2 separate regions of the Mus musculus genome follow, and region 2 is linked to region 1. Evidence: chromatin contacts called from public Hi-C data. All regions are on one chromosome and are shown on one strand. The core of a region is the stretch at or near the end of the contact, and the rest is flanking DNA. Distances in the headings are between cores, read along the strand shown.

Evidence for each region. A called contact is a pair of places that touch in the nucleus more often than the background predicts.
Region 2: a contact with region 1 is called in a Hi-C map of cortical neurons, with 2.2 times the contacts expected there. The contact joins the promoter of Gpr88 here to the enhancer-like site in region 1. A contact is called at or near these places in 2 of 39 promoter capture datasets (embryonic stem cells and macrophages), 1 of 15 datasets of contacts at CTCF or cohesin (the NIH/3T3 cell line), 5 of 484 Hi-C or Micro-C datasets (bone marrow-derived macrophages, cerebral cortex, cortical neurons and 1 more), 9 of 115 datasets of contacts at active chromatin or transcription factors (craniofacial prominence, embryonic basal ganglia, embryonic forebrain and 6 more) and 4 of 9 other capture datasets (adipose tissue, embryonic stem cells, liver and 1 more).

What each region holds. Positions count from the first base shown.
Region 1 is chr3:116,076,812-116,081,521 of GRCm38.p6, reverse strand. No RefSeq gene overlaps it. Among named protein-coding and RNA genes, the nearest start is that of Gm26344, 13 kb to the right of the region's middle. Within about 2 kb of position 2,826, at least 6 of the 459 cell types and tissues checked have an H3K27ac peak or open chromatin away from gene starts, as enhancers often do. A contact at or near this core is called in cortical neurons and embryonic fibroblasts, where this site is marked.
Region 2 is chr3:116,250,580-116,255,289 of GRCm38.p6, reverse strand. Gpr88 (G-protein coupled receptor 88) reads left to right here and starts at 1,806. Exons shown (of 2, transcript NM_022427.2): 1 at 1,806-2,176; 2 at 2,558-4,710. The coding sequence starts at 2,630. The coding sequence ends at 3,784.

The DNA of each region.
Region 1 (4,710 bases), core at 1,577-4,076:
TCTTTTCCTATGGAAGTATGTTTATGGTTATAGGGTCTGTGCTTGTGCCCCGCTGAGAGTAAAATATGTAGTAAAATAACATCTGGGTTTTGTCAAGCAATGAATTAAAACACAGGATACAGAAAGAAAGGCTTTAAGAAGAAGACATGTGGGATTGTAATTAATGGGAGTTGGTTATACTCCAACAATCATCTAGTCCCTATGGTCTGTGAGGGCCCAGCACTCTCTGAAGACAGATATTATTTTATGAGCAATCTCACAACGTCTTTTGTCACACACTTCAGAATCCTTCCTGCGAAAAGGCCTTTGATTTGCTAAGGCTACTGATAGAAAACTGGGGCCGAGGCCACACAAACCCATTGGTGACGACTTCTGAGTCTTCCACCAACTCCACCCATCTGTGCAGAGCAGTAATCCAAGCAACAGAAGCAGCCAAGGTAGTGCTGGAAGATGACAGGCACAGCAAACAGCGCCACTGTGGCCACACACTCTCCAGAGTGAATTCCTCCATCTACACATGTGTCCCTGGGGATCTCTGAGTCTTCCCGATTGAGGGACAAATGTTTTCTTACCACTGTTTCCATCTTTCCAGATCCCGTTTCTTTCCCCCTTTCTTTCTCTTTCCTACAATATGATCTGAAAACAGCTTGTTCTACATAGAGAGTTCCAGGGCATCGGGAGCTACATAGTAAGACCCTTTCTCAAAAAAATAAAATTGTTTTCAGTGATAGTAACTTTGACAACCCAAATTGTACAGAGAGATCTAATGATAGGTGTCTTTATTAGCAATTAGAGAAAGCAACTGTGTAGTTAGTTCATCCTCTCCGCTGTTTGAATGAGAGCTCTTGAAAGTGCTTACTATTATCTGCTAATTCAAACAGGAAGTCCATGCTGCTGTTATGCGCATGCCTGTGTTATCACACTTCGGGGCTGACGACTCAGCTGTGTTGGAGACTGCTGAACTGATGGAGCGACCCCCCAAATGTGTATGTTATCCAGACTGTAAGAAATAAAGAGCCATAAACATATGATAAAGCATGCCAGTTGTTAAGATGACCAGAATTCTCTGTTCCCAAACACTCTGGCCATGCGTGTGAAGGAGCATAACCGGCTATCTGGCTTGAAGGTTTAATTAGCCGAGTGAAGGCAAACTGTTGATGCTGGGCTGGCTACAGGACAATGAGTCAACCCATATGCTTTCTGTCACTGGAATATGAGCTCATAAACAGTCTGTCTATGGGGGAAAACTCACAGATGAATGATACATGGATTTTGGCAGTAGCCCATGATCAAAACTGGCAATAGCTGAGGAAAATATTGACATTGATAAAACTAGTTGAGCAGTCCAGAAATCCTCCCAGACCAGGGGGATTTTATTTTATTTTATTTTTTATCTTTCTGAGATTATTTTTTTTCCTTTTTTTTTAATTAGGTATTTTCCCCATTTACATTTCCAATGCTATCCCAAAAGTCCCCCATACCCACCCCCCCAATCCCCTACTCACCCACTCCCCCTTTTTGGCCCTGGCATTCCCCTGTACTGGGGCATATATAAAGTTTGCAAGTCCAAAGGGCCTCTTTTTCCAGTGATGGCTGACTAGGGCATCTTTTGATACATATGCAGCTAGAGACAAGAGCTCCGGGGTACTGGTTAGTTCATATTGTTGTTCCACCTATAGGGTTGCAGTTCCCTTTAGCTCCTTGGGTACTTTCTCTAGCTCTCCATTGGGGGCTGTGTGACCCATCCAATAGCTGACTGTGAGCATCCACTTCTGTGTTTTCTCGGCCCGGGCATAGTCTCACAAGAGACAGCTATATCTGGGTCCTTTCAGCAAAATCTTGCTAGTGTATGCAATGGTGTCAGCGTTTGGAAGCTGATTATGGGGTGGATCCCTGGATATGGCAGTCTCTACATGGTCCATCCTTTCGTCTCAGCTCCAAACTTTGTCTCTGTAACTCCTTCCATGGGTGTTTTGTTCCCAATTCTAAGGAGGGGCAAAGTGTCCACACTTTGGTCTTCGTTCTTCTTGAGTTTCATGTTGAGCAGTCCAGAAATCCTCCCAGACCAGGGAGATTTTAAAGTGAGCCTTTTGGGATGGGAGAAAGCTAACAAGTGGAAGCAAAAGCTTTTCAGAATTTGTCCAAAGACTATAGATGGTGCGTGTGCATGTATGTGTGTCTTTGTGTGTGTGTGTTTCTTTACTGTTGTTTATTAACGATTCTGCAAAGGATAGCGGGTGGTGAATAGTTATGGACAGAGGAAGGAGAATGCTCACCTACAGTTCCAAAGCTTATCGATCCCATGTGGGCACGAGAACTCTGCCTTCTGCAGGGATTTGCTCTAACTCGGGAGAGCTAATGCTTTTCCTGGGCCTTCTGTGGGGGGATGGGAAGAGAAACAGAGGTGGCATTTCACAGAGCTTGAATTCCTAAGTCATCAGTGTCAGCCAAAAGCTCATTTCACAATTGTTCTGGAGCTGAACGGGAGATGACAGCAGGCCCAGAAGAGCAGTGCTGTTCACCTATTTGTGTCAAAATCCTGCTGGAGAGATGCCCGTTTAGCTCAGTTAGACACTTTTGAGGCTTTAGTTATCAGAATTTTTGTGCCGGGACCATGACATCTATGTCTTATTATTGAGCTATCACCTGAGAATAGTAATATGTATACTTGTTAACCAGGTGGGAGATTTTCTCCCTTCATTCAGCAGCCATTTTTAAGCACTTGCTACATGGCAAACTATGCAAGTCACAGAGAATGCAAAGATGTGTAAGATATTCTAGGTGGCGCTCTTGACTTAGTAGGAAAGTGACATATGAACAGAGAAGCTACTGCACAATGAAATTCATCTTATAAACGGAACAAAATTCTCTGCTAGTCCCCTAAACAGATGGACTTGGCCGGCAGCTTCAAGGAATGGCTTATGTAAGGGCTGAACGGAGACTGTTTGAAGATATTTTCTAGCTGAAAAAAAAATCAAAGGAATTGGAAGAGTCAGGCATGTTTATCAAACTGAGTGTGCTTATATTTCATGAATATACACTTATCTACAAGCTCATCAACATGACACATTAAACACACAAATCCTTTTGCATGTCAATCAAATATAGCCACACAGATGTCTGGAGAGATGGTTCTGTGGTTAAGAACACTTACCATTCTTGCAGAGGACCCAGGTTCAGTTCCCAGAAACTGATGTGGTGGCAAACAACCATCTATAATATCAGTTCCAGAGGATCTATCACCTTTGGGGCACTGAGGGCACCAAACATACACATGGTACACTTATATACATGCAGGCTAGACACACATAGACATAAAATTAAAAATGCATCTTAAAAATTATCTACACAAGACTTAAAAGTCATGAGATAAACTGGAAAGAAAAAAGACAGTTTGGAATTCGCCTATGACCGGGGAAGGAAACAGTTCTAGATAAGACTATCAGGGAAGATAGCTTGAGGAGAAACCTAGGTCTGGGTTAGATGTTTTATAAGCCAGGTGACAACACTGGGTTCCTTTCCCTGAAGGGAACAGGAAGCCAAGAAGGATTTATAAAGATAAAGCACACGCTCGGATTTATGGTTGAACATACAAACTCAGACTATGATGGAAGAAAAATTGAGTGGGGGAGAAACCAGTAGCATGGAGCTGGTGGCAAGAGCAGAAAAGTCATTAACCTTGAAAATAATTGGTACTGGTTGCTGTAAAGCAATGTGCTTATGGAAAGAGTTATCTGTCGAGCCCAGGACAGAGAACTCAATGAAAGAAGCTGAACACAAATACAAGTAAAATGTTTTGTCCGTGGTCGTGACATACCCTTCTTCTTTTACAGCCTAGAGTCTCTCAAGTCTATGTTATAAATAACATTTCAGAGTAAGCAGCAGTTGCCTGCTTAGACTTTATGGCTCCAATTAAGTCAGGAGAAACAACACTTGCAGGCAAACATGAAGCGATGCCCTTGCTATCAGAAAATGCTCTCACATAGATATATCTACAGCATCCAATCTAAGCGTAATAAATGGTGGAGAGCAACTCAAAGATGTTGCCTTGAAAAATGGTCCTGGGTAAAGCAAAAGCAGCGGAGACCTAGTGTGCAGGAAGGGGGAAGAAGTTACCTGCTCGATTGAGATGAATATGTGGTAATCGTTTAATAAATGCTGTCAATGGCTATTCACACTCTGAGGAGATGCTAATGGTTAGAACATGACCATAAGGACTCAGAGGAATAGCTCTTTTTAAATTACTGCTACACAATAAAAACAACAATGAGCATGGTTACTGGACCCGTTTACTTAATTTACCCATAAATCATCTCAGTTTCATCTGAGGAAGTGTCTGTGTTGCTTAGCCATCTCCCTGGTAGAAACTAAGTTACTGATGAACACAATCCCCACTTCCCCCCACAACACATACCACGCTGATGAACCATTGTAGACTCTGAAATTAGAGCTGGATATAAATCCTGTGTTAGACTATGGTATGTACCTAAGGAAAACGTAAACTTCCAGCCCTGCTACCATGGTCACTTTGTTCATGGACCAGGGATTTCAAAAGAGAGAGGTTGATTTTCATTCACAGAGTGAGTCATATTCCTTACTAGATTATTTAAATCCTCATCTTCTGAGATCACTCTTTCCTGAGCAATCACAGGGAATACAAGTAGTTTCAATTATCAACCTTTATCCAATTGGAGAAAATTAGCCATATAT
Region 2 (4,710 bases), core at 557-3,056, 170 kb before region 1:
TGTGAACGAAGGAGGTCTGTACCAAGCAGTGCCAGAGAGGAGACAGGTTAAATGTGTGAACAGGGATTTAGAAAAAGTCCAGAAGGAAAGGGCCTTTGACATCACTGAGTGGACGCTTCTTGCTAGCAAGGCAGGAATAATCTGCCAAGGCTAACTGAAGGATGCCTTTCTTAGAATTCAGGACACCTGGAACTCCACACACCAGTCTTCTCTTTTATGTTAAATTTGTAAGTAAACAACCTTTGGTTGTTGTTGTTGGGGTGTTGGGTGTACCTTTCGGGGAGAAGTTCCCAAGTGCACAGGGAAACCAACACTTGTACCAAAGCAGATTTGAGTCCTGAGTGTGAGTCTCCATGACATCCCATATCATGAAAAGCTCAGAGGTCCTTCTCATTCATCCTATGGAGTCTTCAGGGAAATTGCTTTTCCCCAACACCCACTATTCAAAAATAGGCTTTAAACTTTAGTTTAATAATCACAGCAGGCCTGAATAAAAGTTGCTGAGTGTGTTCTGGGGACAGGGTGCAGTAAAGTGCCTGACAAACAAGTATCAGTCCTGAGTTCAGATCCAAAGTGCGCACATAAAAAGCCAGGCATGGTGGCACATATCAGTAATCCCAGCTCTGGGAGAGCAGGAACAGAAGATTCTTGGAGATCAGTGGCCAGCCAGCCTAGCAAAAGCCGTGCAGGTTCAGAGAGAAAGAGAGAGAGAGAGAGAGAGAGAGAGAGAGAGAGAGAGAGAGAGAGAGGAAGAAGGAGGAGGAGGAGGAGAGGGATCACCACACAGTTCCTACTCAGCACACACACAACTTCCCAGTTGTCATATCTTCCATTACATTGGCTCATTTGTCACAATCGATGAAGCATCCTGACACGTTTACATTGACCCCATAATTTACACACAGGTTCTCTGGGTGTTTATCTAGTAGGTTTGGACAAACGTACAGTGATGTTTTCCACCATCAGAGTACCATCCAGAGTAGTTTCCCTGCCCTGTATTCCACCTCCCGGTCCCTAGCCCCCCCCCCCCCCCTCCCGACAGCTGGTGGTCCCTGCAGTTTTACGTTTCCCAGTATGGAATACAGTTGGGCTTGGGCAGTGCGCAGCCTTTTCAGATGCTTCTTTTGCTTAATAACAAGCATTTCCGGTTTCCTTAGGTGTTTTATGTCTTGACAGATGATTCCTCTTCATTGCTAACTGGTGTTCCATTGTCTAGCTGGACGATGGACTCCATCTTTAGATCGCCTGACTATGGTACTCACACTTCTCTCATCCCGCCGAAACACAAGCCAAGAGGAGAGGTGTCTAGCGATGGGAAAAGGAATTGAAATTATGATTTGAGCTAAGGCTCGCATATTTTCTGTAGCTAATTACTCATGTCCCACTTTGCCAAGGGTGTGTGTGTGTGTGTGTGTGTGTGTGTGTGTGTGTATGTGGCTGAATTTCAATTCAAATGTAAGGTAATTTTCTCTGAAATTGTACTGGGGTATATTTATCTCTGAGAAAAGAAGTCTTACCTCCAGGATGATTCAGATGGAGATGAAATTTTACTCTAACATTTAAAGGAGAGGAAAAAAAGGAAGGAAAGAAAAAAAAATCAGGCAGAGTGAAAAATGAGACAGAATGGAGAGAGAGAGAGAGAGAGAGAGAGAGAGAGAGAGAGAGAGAGAGATTTGTTAACCACAGGATTCTCTGAAAAAGGTATTTTTCTCTTTTACAAGTTAGCAGTTACTGAATAATTCATGAAGCAGGGAAAGGCTGTCTTCTCCCTGGGTGATGGATAACTGAGCAGGAGAGGCTCCAAGTGGGTTTGCCACATCAGCCAGCGCTCTTGCTTGGAGCACAGGGTGCGCTCCTCTCCAGCTCAGTTTCTTCTGCTCTTGTAGCCAGGCATCTTCGCTGCTGCTGCCTGCCTGCCCACCCTTCTGGGCTTGCAGCCTACCGCTTGACTTTCTCCAATTCTACTGCCAGCTGAGGAGACTCCCCACAGCTGTTGGCTCCTGCCTGGGACCATGTGTGGGGATGCTGCACGGGAGAAGCAAGGCGCTTGCTCCTGGCACGGGTCCCAGCTCAGTTTCTCCTGTTGACTTCTGGACCACAGATGCTGCTGCCGAGGAGGTATTTCCTGGCATCTCTCCCTCTGCTATCACCAGCTAAGGACTGGCCCCAAATCAAGGTACCTCTACTCCCTCTCTTTGGCGTTTTTCCCAGCTAGGAGATATCTACTTTCTCTCGGTAAAGAGAGCTCCGGCTGGCAACACACATTCCCAACTCGTGTGTGTGTGTGTGTGTGTGTGTGTGTGTGTGTGTGTGTGTGTGTTTGGGGAAACTGTCCTAGGTGTGGATATGACCTTAGGGCTTCCCTGCTGCTTGCTGAGTGTAAAGCGGACCTTCTCTGTCATCGGAGACATTTCTGAGGCAGGCACCTGTCATCTGCCACCCCCGTTCTCCTGTTCTTTTTCACCTCCCTCCCTTCTCCCCCTCCTCCAGCCCATTATTCGGCTTCAGCCTTTTGTGTCGGTGACAGCGGGCTGAAGAAATGTTTTTGCCCTCCCAGCAGGCAAGTGCCAGGATGGGCCACGCTACACGAAGCCAACGCTAGGGCGCGAGGTGTGAAGAGTTGGCCAGAATGACCAACTCCTCCTCCACTTCGACCTCCACCACTACCGGGGGATCGCTGCTGCTGCTCTGCGAGGAAGAAGAATCGTGGGCGGGCCGGCGGATCCCGGTGTCTCTCCTGTACTCGGGCCTGGCCATCGGGGGCACGCTGGCCAACGGTATGGTCATCTATCTCGTGTCGTCCTTCCGAAAGCTGCAGACCACCAGCAACGCCTTCATCGTGAATGGCTGCGCCGCGGATCTCAGCGTCTGCGCCCTCTGGATGCCACAGGAGGCGGTGCTGGGGCTCCTGCCCTCGGGCTCCGCGGAGCCCCCGGGGGACTGGGACGGTGGCGGAGGCAGCTACCGCCTGCTCCGGGGCGGGTTGTTGGGCCTCGGGCTCACTGTGTCCCTTCTGTCCCATTGCCTCGTGGCGCTGAACCGCTACCTGCTCATCACCAGGGCGCCTGCCACCTACCAGGTGCTCTACCAACGGCGCCACACGGTGGGCATGCTGGCACTGTCCTGGGCGCTCGCCTTGGGTCTGGTGCTGCTGCTCCCGCCCTGGGCTCCTAAGCCCGGAGCCGAGCCACCGCAAGTCCACTACCCCGCGCTCCTGGCGGCGGGAGCGCTGCTTGCGCAGACGGCGCTGCTGTTGCACTGCTACCTGGGCATCGTGCGCCGCGTGCGCGTCAGCGTCAAGCGGGTCAGCGTGCTCAACTTCCACCTGCTGCACCAGCTACCCGGCTGCGCCGCCGCCGCCGCCGCCTTCCCCGCCGCCCCGCACGCGCCGGGTCCGGGAGGCGCCGCGCATCCCGCGCAGCCTCAACCCCTGCCGGCCGCTCTGCAGCCTCGCCGGGCGCAGCGGCGTCTCAGCGGCTTGTCGGTGCTGCTGCTCTGCTGCGTCTTCCTGCTGGCCACGCAGCCGCTGGTGTGGGTGAGCCTGGCCAGTGGCTTCTCCCTCCCGGTGCCCTGGGGCGTGCAGGCGGCCAGCTGGCTCCTGTGCTGCGCCCTGTCGGCGCTCAACCCGCTGCTCTACACGTGGAGGAACGAGGAGTTCCGCAGATCCGTGCGATCTGTCCTGCCGGGCGTCGGGGACGCGGCTGCGGCCGCCGCGGCCGCCACCGCGGTGCCAGCCATGTCCCAGGCGCAACTGGGTACCCGGGCGGCTGGCCAGCACTGGTAACACACCTTGCTTGGAGAGGCTTCCTAAGCCACCTGCCGCACTGCCTCCTTCTTTTGTAAGCTATCCCCAGCCCCAGGGAAGATCCCAGTGGAGAACATTTTGCCTTCCTCCCCAGTGCAATACCAGAACCAAGGTCTTCCCCTAAAGGGAGTCCCAATTGTGTGCGGCCATTGACGTTTACCCTTTTGTTTCTGTGTTTTAAAGACACCCGTGGGTCCATCCAGACACTCAGACTGCAAGGACTTGTAAACTGGCATTTTTAGAGAACCAGTTAATTTATTTCAAGTTTGCTTTTGAAAAAGAGCTTTCATATCATAACGTACAACCCTTCCAACCTCCACCGTCTTATATACGAAGCGCCTTGAGTGTGTGTGTGCATGAGCCAAAGGGAATACCGTTGATGAAGAGACTGTGTGTAGATAGTATCCTAACCACACTTTCTTCTGTTAGAGTTTAGTCTTTGTATATTGACCTGGAAGAGTGAAACCACAGGTGTGTACACCGTCGTGAGTTGCCACTGAGACCTCAGGCCCTTTATTCTTAAAAGGGCTTTTTTTATTGAGTCATTTTTGAAATGAGATTGACTCTCAGCCAGTGAGGAAACAAACCAAATTTATTATTTTACTCTCCTCTCTATTTATTTCTAAGGTGGAAAGCTACCGTCGAGTGTTAAAGCGAAAAAATGTCAAGTTTTGGATTGGTCAGAAACCAGAAATGGAATTTTAAAAGCAAAAACAGGGGGAGCTATCTATTTTGGGTAGCACTTTCACATATTCTGAAGCATGCACACTTCTTGCTACCCACATTTGTAACTGATTTATTTGCCTCTGAGTGTGATTGCAGCTTTGAACATTCTGTACTATAATGGTTGCTAAGGGGAATGACTCCTGTAGTCTCTTTAAAATATCTCAATGCACATGACATAA